Regions from separate parts of the Sus scrofa genome. Here region 2 is linked to region 1. Evidence: chromatin contacts called from public Hi-C data. All regions are on one chromosome and are shown on one strand. The core of a region is the stretch at or near the end of the contact, and the rest is flanking DNA. Distances in the headings are between cores, read along the strand shown. Region 1 holds the start of NT5E (5'-nucleotidase). Region 2 overlaps NT5E (5'-nucleotidase).

Evidence for each region. Hi-C and Micro-C count contacts between places; a contact is called where the count stands out from the background.
Region 2: a contact with region 1 is called in a Hi-C map of skeletal muscle, with 5 times the contacts expected there. The contact joins the enhancer-like site here to the promoter of NT5E in region 1. A contact is called at or near these places in 19 of 47 Hi-C or Micro-C datasets (adipocytes, differentiating spermatogonia, embryonic fibroblasts and 11 more) and 1 of 2 datasets of contacts at active chromatin or transcription factors (skeletal muscle).

The regions. Positions count from the first base shown.
Region 1 is chr1:54,397,557-54,402,902 of Sscrofa11.1, forward strand. NT5E (5'-nucleotidase) reads left to right here and starts at 3,230. Exons shown (of 9, transcript XM_001927095.4): 1 at 3,230-3,698. The coding sequence starts at 3,360. It overlaps LOC102157437 (a long non-coding RNA gene), which reads right to left and starts at 3,443. Exons shown (of 9, transcript XR_002343406.1): 1 at 3,328-3,443.
Region 2 is chr1:54,434,279-54,439,624 of Sscrofa11.1, forward strand. All of the region lies in intron 3 of NT5E (5'-nucleotidase), which reads left to right. Among named protein-coding and RNA genes, the nearest start is that of NT5E, 36 kb to the left of the region's middle. Within about 2 kb of position 3,028, at least 6 of the 83 cell types and tissues checked have an H3K27ac peak or open chromatin away from gene starts, as enhancers often do.

The sequences.
Region 1 (5,346 bases), core at 1,980-4,479:
TAGCCATAATCCCATGAAATAATACCTTATGATAAATAAATAAATATCCATCCTTTTGGTGCTGGGAAAACAGGATATCCACATGCAAAAGAATGAATCCGCACCCTTATCTTACACCATACATAAAATTTAGCTCAAAATAGAGCAAAGACCTAAACCTAAAAATTAAAACCATAAAACTTCTAGAAAGAAAATATGGGGGGAAAAGCTTCAGGACATCAGATTAGTCAATGATTTCTTGGATATGACACAAACAACAAAGAAAAAATCAGATTTCATCAAAATATAAAAATTTGTGCATTAAAGGACACCATCATCAAAGTAAAAAGACAACCCACAGAATGGGAGAAAATATTCACAAATCATGTATCTGACAAGGGATTAATACCCTGAATATATAAAGACTGCTACAACTCAATGACAAAACCACCAAGTAATCCTATTAAAACACAGGCAAAGGACTTGAATAGACATTTCTCCAAGTAAGATGCACAAATGACCAATAAGCACATAAGATGCTCAGCATCATTCATCATGAAGGAGATGGGAGTTTCCATCATGGCACAGTGTAAACGAATCTGACTGGGAATCATGAGGTTGCAGCTTTGATCCCTGAACTCACTCAGTGGGTTAAGGATCTGGTGTTGCTGTGGCTGCGGTGCAGGCCAGCAGCTGTAGTTCCAATTTGACCCCTAGCCTGGGAACCTCCAAATGCCGCAAATGCGGCCCTAAAAAGCAAAAAGAAAAAAAAAGTCATTAAGGAAATGCAAATCCAACCACGATGAGATACTACTTCAAATCCCTCAAGATGGCTATTATCAAAAACAGAAAATAAGTCTTGGTAAGCATAAAGAGAAATTCGAGCCCTTGTGCATTGCTGATGGCAATGCAAAACGGTGCAACCATTATAGAAGAAAGTATGCAGTTCCTCAAAAAATTAACCATAGAACGACATATGATCCAGCAACTCCCCTTTTAGTTATACACCCAAAAGAAGTGAAGGCAGAGACTCAAACAGGTATTTGTACACTTCATTCATAACAGCATTATTCCCAATAGCCAAAAGGTGGAAACATCCCGTGTCCATCAATGGATGAATGGATAAACAAAATGTGACCTATACATACAATAGAATATTATTCAGCCTTAAAAAGAAAGTTCTGATACATTCTACAACATGTTTGAACCTTGACATTATACTCAGTGAAATAAGTCACAAAAGGACAAAGTGATTCCACTTACATGAGCTAGAGTACTCAAATTCATAGACAAAGAGGGTAGAATGGTCATTGCCAAGGGCTGAGAGAAGAGAGGGATGGAAAGTTATTATTTTATGGATACGGAGTTTTGGTTTGGGAAAACAAAAAATTTCTGGAGAGGGATGGTGGTGATGGTTGTGAGACACCAAGTAGCTGGGCGCCTGGGCTGAGAACAGCTGGGACCTGTTAGGATGAGCAAATTAGGCCTGGCTTCTCTTTGACACCTCAAGGAGAAAGTTAATAGCAGGAACTGAGCTCAGCTGGAGTGAAAAGATAACTACCTCAATCACTCCTGGGGTCAAGGAGGCCTCCCCAGTAACACACATGCAAAAAGACTCCTAGGGGGTCAAAAGGGGGAGAGGCATAGGGCATAATAAGTCCTGAATCTGTCCCAACACCCTTTGCTCTGGAATCCATCTTGACCAAAAGATGCCCATGCATATCAGGGAGGGCCTTGGGTCCAGTAAGGGCTGAGAAATAAAACAAGATAATTGGCCAAAGAAAAACAAAGACCTGGAAGAACTGTCCTATATAAGTGATTTAAATCACCTATGGCTCAATCCTCATTGAGGAGGAAGCCCACACCCACACTCCTCTTTTGGGTGTGTATTACTGTTTTGCTTCCCTTTAAAAACTACTTCTCTGTGTGCTCTCCCACATTTTGTACTGTGTCTAAAATAACAAACTTTATACTTGTTTGCAGTCTTTGCCTCCTTGAAACATTCTTGCTTTCAACAGGGGGCAAGAATCAGGGCAATTCTAACCTCTAGCTGGTCTAATGGCTAGGATTCCTGGATTTCACCCAGGCTGCCCAGATTCAATTCCTGAGCAGAGATCTTGCTTCAAGCCATCATTCACTGCTGTCTCTCTGAGTCAGCTGCACAACAATGTGAATGTACTTGATGCCACTCAACTGTACACTTAAAATAGTTAAAATGATAAATTATATCATGTATATTTAGCCCCCCCCAAGCTTTAAAAAAAATAAAACAGGACTCGCCTGATGCATTTTGGAAAAGTGTAAAGACTACATACTCTGTTCTGTAAAACATAAACAAGGAGACTCCTAGTAGGAGCTCCAAACTAATTCCCATCTCCTTCCCTTCTCAATTAGATTAACAACTGCACTTAGGAATCAATCCGTTAAACAGAGGCAAATTCTGCAGCAAGATTAAATTCGGCTATAATTATGGTTTATTGCATGCATCCCTACTGTTATTGCCTTCCTTGCCAAAAGCTGTGCGTTTAATACACACACACACACACACACCATTCTTAAAATATTAAAACCTCAAAAATAAGAGAAAAAAATGCCCAGAAAAGCAACAGAAGGCACCCGCACTGGTTTCACTTCGCACTGTCCATTTTAGCTATCCACGCACTGCTGCTGTTTTATCGCTATGGTTATATTCATCCATAAATGTGGGACTGGATTCGAATGACTTGCAGCTTCTGAGATTCTACATCTAAACAACGCGGACTTGGTGTGTTCTTAAACTGGAAAGCGAACAGTCTCATCTGGCGGTCCGTCTTTGGCTCCGCAAAGCACAGAGCTCACCTCTCCCTCGTTTCGCTACTCTCCCCTTCTACCTCCTCGTTCTTCCCTCTTTCGTTCTTTCAAGTGATGAGCTCGCGCCACCACCAGCCCACACAAGCAGCGCATCCCCCCTCAGAAAAATTCTTAAGAGGCGAGGGTCAGCAAAGACCTGGAAGCGGGGTGGACCCTCCAATTCCTCCCTCGCACCCCGGGAAGAGCAGCCCACCCTCAGTGGAACCCCGGCTCCCGGGTCGGGCCGGGACTGTGGCCCGTGTCCGCCCCCGCCGGGAACAACCTCCCCACTGTTCCCGCCCCGAGTGAGTGCCAGCCGCGAGCCGCGCCCGGGCTGCCCCGCGGCCAGGGTCGGATCGGGTGACCGCGCGGGCGTGCGCCTGGCCTTGGGGCCTGCCTCCGGGAGGCAGGAGAGCCCGCCCCGGCCCCGCCCCGCCCGCCAGCCCGCCAGCCGGCCGGGGCGCCTAACTCCCGCGCCCGCCGCGCTCGCCGCCACCCGCCCGGCTCTCCCGCACTCACCCACGTTCGCGTCCTCTCCACCAGCCGCAGCCATGTGCCCCCGAGCCGCACGCGCCCCGGCCCTGCGGCTCCTGGCGCTGGGCGCTCTGCTGTGGCCCGCTGCCGGCGCCTGGGAGCTCACCATCCTGCACACCAACGACGTGCACAGCCGCCTGGAGCAGACGAGCGCCGATTCGAGCAAGTGCGTCAACGCTAGCCTCTGCGTGGGCGGCGTGGCGCGACTTTCTACCAAGGTGCGCCAGATCCGCCGGGCGGAACCCCACGTGCTGCTGCTCGACGCCGGCGACCAGTACCAGGGCACCATCTGGTTCACCGTGTATAAGGGCGCCGAGGTGGCGCACTTCATGAACGCCTTGGGTTACGATGCCATGGTAAGACGCCGAGCCCGGGAGGCTCCAGAGTCCCCGGGGAGGAGCCCTGGACGGGGAGGGAGGCCTCCGGGGCACAGGTGGCGAGCCTGGGCCCGAGACGCAGAGCGATGTGGGTAGAAAGCGAGACTCCGGTCAGCGTGCCAGGTGGACAGGGATATAGAAGTCCCCTGGATGATACGTCCTAAGTGGATTGATGTCGTGGGACCCCCACCATGAGATGGGGCACTTCGAGGAGCCGGACCCTTCATAAGGAGCCTGCTTATGAAGGGTTTCAGCCGGGGTGCATGGTACCCCAGTTTTCCAAAGCCTAGGACCAAGATAGACCCATCACAAACCTCTCATTTACTGCTTGGTCTTTCGAAGAATGCTTTAACGAGATTTAATTAGAAGGGAAACAACTCAGGGTCAAAAAGGTTGAGTACATTATTTAGGTCACCAGCTCCAGGAGGGGGAGACAGGATAAGAATGAACTCCAGATCCCTTTGACCTCGGAGCTTAAGCATAGTTAAGCTCGCAGCCTTGGGGAGAATCCCAGCTGGGCGCCTTCTGTGTGCTATGGACTTTCTCTGGCCTCAGTTCCTGCCTCTATAAAACAGGAATAATAATATCTATTTCTGAGGCTTGCCTGGCACATTGTATGACCTCTTTAAATGTTAGTTCTCACTATTACTGACACTACTGTATAGATTTACAAACAGAAAGAAAGCAACTTCCAGAGAGGACCAAAATGCTGAAAACACTGGAAAGCACTTCAATAAAACCAGTTTCCAGGGTTTTTTTTTAGAGAGTCTAACTTAAGAGAGGAGAGGCTCTTAAAACATGTGCCAAAGTTTAAGTCCATGTTCCCCAGTGCTCTGTTAAAGGCGATGCCTTATTTGTTGGACTAAATTCTAGAAAAGGAGCAGAGAGGAGTTACACAGGAATAAATAAGTATGATCTCTTAAATCAAGCCACCACCCAAGTTCAACCCTGTATAAAATCCTAGAGTAAAAAAAATTTGTGGAGAAACTTGGGCAAGAACTCCTAGGAGCTTTAGAAGAGGAAGAACAGAGGAAGGGTCCAGGGAAATCTGTGAATTCCAAGCTGGGACACAGAGGGCACACTTTGTATCAGAAAAGCGCAGAGGTTAGCAAAGCACAGTCCTGTAATTTTTCCCCTGGAAACTTGGAGAGAAGAGGACAGAAAAAGATGATAAGAGGGTAGAGTTGTTTAGTGGAGGTACTTTTCCAAGAATGCTCATTGTAGAGAGATGAGGTGGGCAGAGAGCGCCTCTCCGTTCTGATTGTTGGTGTCAAGGTCATCAGGGATGCTCAAAGCAGCAGCAGTTCAAAGGGACCCCTGAACCCCAGGAGTTTATCTGGGGACCTCATCAGCATCTGGATTCCACAGAGGAATTGTGGGTCTCAAGAATTCTGTGTGTGGCCTCTGAGCATTCTTATCTCCACAGCTCCACCTGCCTGATGTTTTGTCCTCAGTAATGACAGATTAAATACATGTATAATAGAATGCATAAATACATGTATAATAGAATAGACTAGTGAATGTCTCCATTTCTTCCCAGAGGGTAGAATAAATCTTACCTGGGTGTGTTTAGATTTTGTATTTAAACCGCAACTTTGTCAACCCTTCTTTTTGTGACACTCTTTTC
Region 2 (5,346 bases), core at 1,778-4,277, 37 kb after region 1:
GGGCTTTTCTTTTCTTTTTTTTTTTTCTTTGTCTTTTTGTGGCCAAACCCTCAGCATATTGGAGGTTTCCAGGCTAGGGGTCCAATCGGAGCTGTAGCTGCCAGCCTACACCACAGCCACAGCAACGCAGGAGCTGAGCCATGGCTACAACCTACACCACATCTCACGGCAACGCCAGAGCGGGGCCAGGGACCAGACCTGCATCCTCATGGATGCTAGTTGGGTTCATTAACCACTGAGCCACGACAGGAACTCCAGGCTTTTTATTTTTAGGTGAAACCCTGTTCTCTTGTGACAAAAGTGAATGGGAACTCTGGCATCTGGAAGGATGCTCAGCCATGGCTTAGGTCCTCTGTGAAGAGAAGAGGGCGATGGACAGCGGGTATCACTGCATCCCCTGCCCCATCCCTATGGAGTAGCCTCTCTGAGCCTCAGAAGGATGGAGCCAAGCCCTCAGGCCTGGCCCCGCGGGCAGTGGAGTCCAGCACACTAGGCACGTGTTGCAGCTGGGGGATGTTTGTGGAGTGAGTGAATGTGTGAGCCCGTTGCCACCCTGCAGGGCCCCCTTATTTGCCCCAGCCAGTCAGGACTGGACTCACGGAGGTTTGTGCCCACTCCAGGTCCTACTCAGAGACGCACCATCTCTTTTAGACCTCCCAGTTGTCACCGTGTGTCCAAGAGCAAGAATTTGGGCAGCAGATTGAAGTGTGTACAAAACAGGGACACAGTCCCAGTATGGAGACTGTTGGGGCCTCGTAAGCTCCCTGGAGGAGACATGATGGCCAGTGGGCAGGGTTGGGTACAGAGATGGCTGAGGAGACAGTGACCTGCACCTCTGATTGCTGATCACCTCTCAACATCTGCTGGCCTGACTGCCCGGGTGTGGAGAGTATCGTGGCCAGCCTGCTTCATGACTCAATGCCAGACTTCCTGCATGCACAAGATGCTTGTAGCTTAGGGAAAAGGTTAAACCACTTTTAGTTTAAACCACTAATCAGATCTCTTGTTTTACAAATACAGGAAATAAATTTTGGTCTCAGGAGCTAAAAGTCACTGCCAAGGTCATGACACCAGACTGAAAGTGAGCTGGCACCAAAACCCATTCCCTGGACAAGCTGCTCAAGTTCTTTTTTTTTTTTTTTAATTTAATTTGATTTTTATTTTTTTATTTTTTATATTACTCAATGAATTTATTATATTTATAGTTGTACAATGATCATCACAACCCAATTTTATAGCATTTCTATCCCAAACCCCCAGCCTATCTCCCACCCCCAACCTGTCTCCTTTGGAAACCATAAGTTTTTCAAAGTCTGTGAGTCAATATCTGTTCTGCAAAGAAGTTGATTGTGTCCTTTTTTCAGATTCCACATATAAATGATAGCATTTGATGTTGGTGTCTCAAGTTCTGCTTTAAGAGCTCCACCCAGCCTATCAGTTGAGGAAATTGAATTGAGGGGAGCTGGAGGATGGGGCCTGGCTCCCCTGGACCTAGGGGTTCCTCCACAGGAAAAGCATCTACTCATCTGTGGAGAGTGTTGGCTAACCCACTTAAGCTTAGTCATTCAACAAACATTTATCGACTGCCTACTATGTCCTAGGCCAACCCCAGAGACACAGCAGCCCATGCACTCCTGGAACTTACTGTCTTGAAAGGGATATTAACCCTGATCATATTTTTTTGAAGTATGCATAGAAATCAATCCTATTATATATAATTACAGAGCGTGCTATAAAAAGAGAAGCATATGATGCTAGGAGAGCAGATTCAGGAGGACCTGACCCAGCCTGGGGGATCAGCAGAGAGTGTTCTCCTGAGGAATTGGCATTGGGCTAAAATCAGAAAGACATCCAAGGAGTTCCTGTTGTGGCACAGCAGAAACAAATCTGACTAGTATCCATGAGGATGCAGGTTCAATCCCTAGCCTTGATCAGCGGGTCAGAGATTGGCATTGCCACTCACTGTGGTGAGGTGGCCGGCAAGACTCGGATCCCATGCTGCTGTAGCTGTGGTGTAGGCTGGCGGCTGTAATTCAGATTCAACCCCTAGCCTAGAAACTTCCATATGCCACAGGTGTGGCCCTAAAAAGACAAATAAGTAAGTAAGTGAATAGATAAATGAGAAACTCAAGTCCCTTCAAAGTCTTGATGTGCAATAGATGAATCGCCAAATACTTTCATGCAGTCCCTTTATTTATTTATTTATTTATTTATTTATTTATTTATTTATTGGTACTTTTTTGCCTTTTCTAGGGCTGCTCCTGTGGCTTATGGAGGTTCCCAGGCTAGGGGTCTAATCGGAGCTGTAGCCTCCGGCCTACGCCAGAGCCACAGCAACGCGGGATCCAAGCCACGTCTACAACCCACAGCTCACAGCAACGCCAGATCCTTAACCCACTGAGCAAGGTGAGGGATCAAACCCGGAACCTCCTGGTTCCTAGTCAGATTCGTTAACCACTGAGCCACAACGGGAACTCCCATGCAGTCCCTTTAAAGGAAGTTCTGAAGTTCTTAAACCTGTTCCATGAGACATTAAGTATCATCGCGTGGACTGCCTTAAAACAATCTGTAATTCATTCAGCCAAGTGATCATGTTCAGGCTCACTTTCCGGCACCTCTCGGTCACCATGGGATCCATCCTTTCCGCCTTCTGGCCACTGGACAGGCACCTGTCTCGACACGCACAGGGAACCCCCACCATTCTGAGGGGCTGTCACTGGGGCTGCTGTTAGGTTACCTTGGGCACCCTCGCTGTGCTAGGAAATGCCAGGTTACCAATTCAAAGTGGCAGCCACAACTCAGGGCTCCGCCAGGCTTGGTGCCAAGACTATTTAGGTGCTAGATGGCTGGAGCTGAGTTCTGGTAAACAGTTTCTCCCCTGCTGAGAGGACCAGCTGGGTTTCTAAAGGCAGATGTGTGGCTCGGTCTGGAGAGAATTTCTGGGGCATGAGCATCTTTGGCTGAAGAGTGCTGTGGAAAATGTGAAGCCCTGACTTGCTTTCCCTGCCAGTGGTTTTCTGGGGTTGCCGCGTGGAGGGGAAGCAGAGAGGGCTGAGCTGTGGAGGAGGCAGACCTAAGCCAAACTGAACTGGCATTGCCTCAGCCACTGGGAAGCCTCCTCGTTGTTCCTAATTAAGTCTGTTTAAAATACAGATGACACGTCATTTATTCTAACGAAAGGAATATCAAGGCCTTTCAGAGCTGGAGAAAATCGTCATCCTGCAGGAGCTGGGGTTAGTAACTCCTGTTTGTAAAGAGCAAGCTGATCTGATGAGGCATTTGTCCAGATAGATTCCTAACTTTTACATTCTTTTACTTTTTTCGATTTTTAGGGCCGCACCCTTGGCATATGGAAGTTCCCAGACTAGGGGTCGAATCAGAGCTACAGCTGCTGGCCTACACCACAGCCACAGCAACGCAAGATCAGAGCCATACCTGCAACCTACACCACAGCTCAGGGCAATGCCGGATCCTTAACCCACGGAGCAAGGCCAGAAATCGAACCTGCATCCTCATGGATACTAGTTGGATTCGTTTCTGCTGTGCCACAATAGGAACTCCCTTTTTATTTTTTTTAATTGTTTTACAATCTATTTAAATTCAAATATATTTATGGAAGTCAGGAAAATAAAGGCAGCCTCTTTCCTAAAATAGACTTAGTACCTTTTCCTCCTGGATGGGGCGTTCTGCGCCACCTGGTGGACATAGTGAGAACTGCAACTTGCCAAGCTTCTTGGGGCTCAGAGGAGGAACCACCTTCTCAAACCCTTCCCAGCTGAGAAGCGGGGCGGGGCGGGGGCTGCCACACTCTGGTCCCCTGAAGTAAAGACCAGGCTCCAACCTTGCCCAAAGAAGGACCATCACAGAACGCAATGAGGAGGATGCAAGCATTTGCCTTCCCTGCTACCGAGCAATGAATGCATCAACCACCTACAACAGTCATAGTCACTATCCGCCTATCGCCTGTGAGGCTGTGCACTGCAGATGGACAGGGCCTGCTCTGGATCTCAAGTCAGGTGCTTTTGTAAAGATAAAGTTCCAAAGCTTTCTTTTTTCTTTTTCCAGAGGGAGCAAGAAAGTGGGAACGTAAGGTTGGCAATAGTTATTTCCTGCTTGTGAAGTGTTGGTATTTGCAGCACTTCTGCTCTGTGGTTACTGAGCTGAAGGGGCTGCTCTTGGCTTTGGAGCAAGGCAGGACTGGCTTTTTCATAACATTCAGTTTGCCTTTGGTGAAAAGGGGAAGCCCAGACGCAGCTTGGGGCACAAAGGTGCAGCTCCTGGGCTTGCACCTGCTTTGCTGAGTGACCTTGGGAAACCAGCTCTTGCAAGCTGAGAACAGCACAGTGCAGCCGTGCTGGGGAGTGGAGAGAACATAAACCTCCGCAGCCCTGCTTTTCAACCCGCCCTCCTTTACACACCAGCTGCATGACCTGGGGCACCTTTCCGGTGACAATCAGTGTTCTAGTCTGTACAATGCAGATAGTAATAGAAGCTGCCTTGGAGTTCCCTGGTGGCACAGCAGTTAAGGATCTAATGTTCTCACTGCTGTGGCAGAGGTTCGATCCCTAGCCTGGGAACTTCTGCATGCTGCAGGTACAGCCAATAATAATAATAGGAGCTACCTCATGGGATGCCTGGAGGATTAAGTGAGATGTAGCCCAGGGCCTAGCTCCCAGTCGACTCTTGTAATTGTAACTGGTCCAGTGAGCAACCAACACAGGTTTGAGTTTCCCTGGGCCCTCTGTAAATATCTAATAGGAAACACTGGTGGTGGGTGTGTGGCAAGGGAGGTAACAAAAACAGTAGTGAGTCAAAGGCATCTGTTCTATAGTCTTCAACCCAGAACAGCCCAAACAGGTCACAGACGGTCTCTGTGGAGGTGAGATACAAAGTGCAATGTTCCTGGGGAGAGGGGGTGCAGCTACAGAACTGAAATGTGCCAGGTGATCAGAGCCCAGGGCTCATATAAGCAGGAGGCCGTGGAGGGGTGGGTCTCAGCTTCTGGCTGCTGAGTAGCCCCCAAGCTCTCCCCAGGCGCCCCCCTTGGAGACAGAACTCGGCAGAACCTGGGGGGTGTGCGGTCTGGACAGGGCAGGTGGTGTGTGGGCGAGTTGGCCACCAGGATGAATGTGGCTCTTCCATGAGAACTCAGCAGCCAAGACTAACAACAGTAATTTGTCATTTCTGCTCATTTTCCACTAAAGAGGCTAAGCTCTGAACGTTCTCTTGTAGCTCAGTGGGCTAAGGATCCAGCGTTGTCACTGCTGTGGCTTGCATCACTGCTGTAAAACAGGTTCGATCCCTGGCCCAGGAACTTTAGAGTCTAAGCTCTGGAGCATGTGTCTA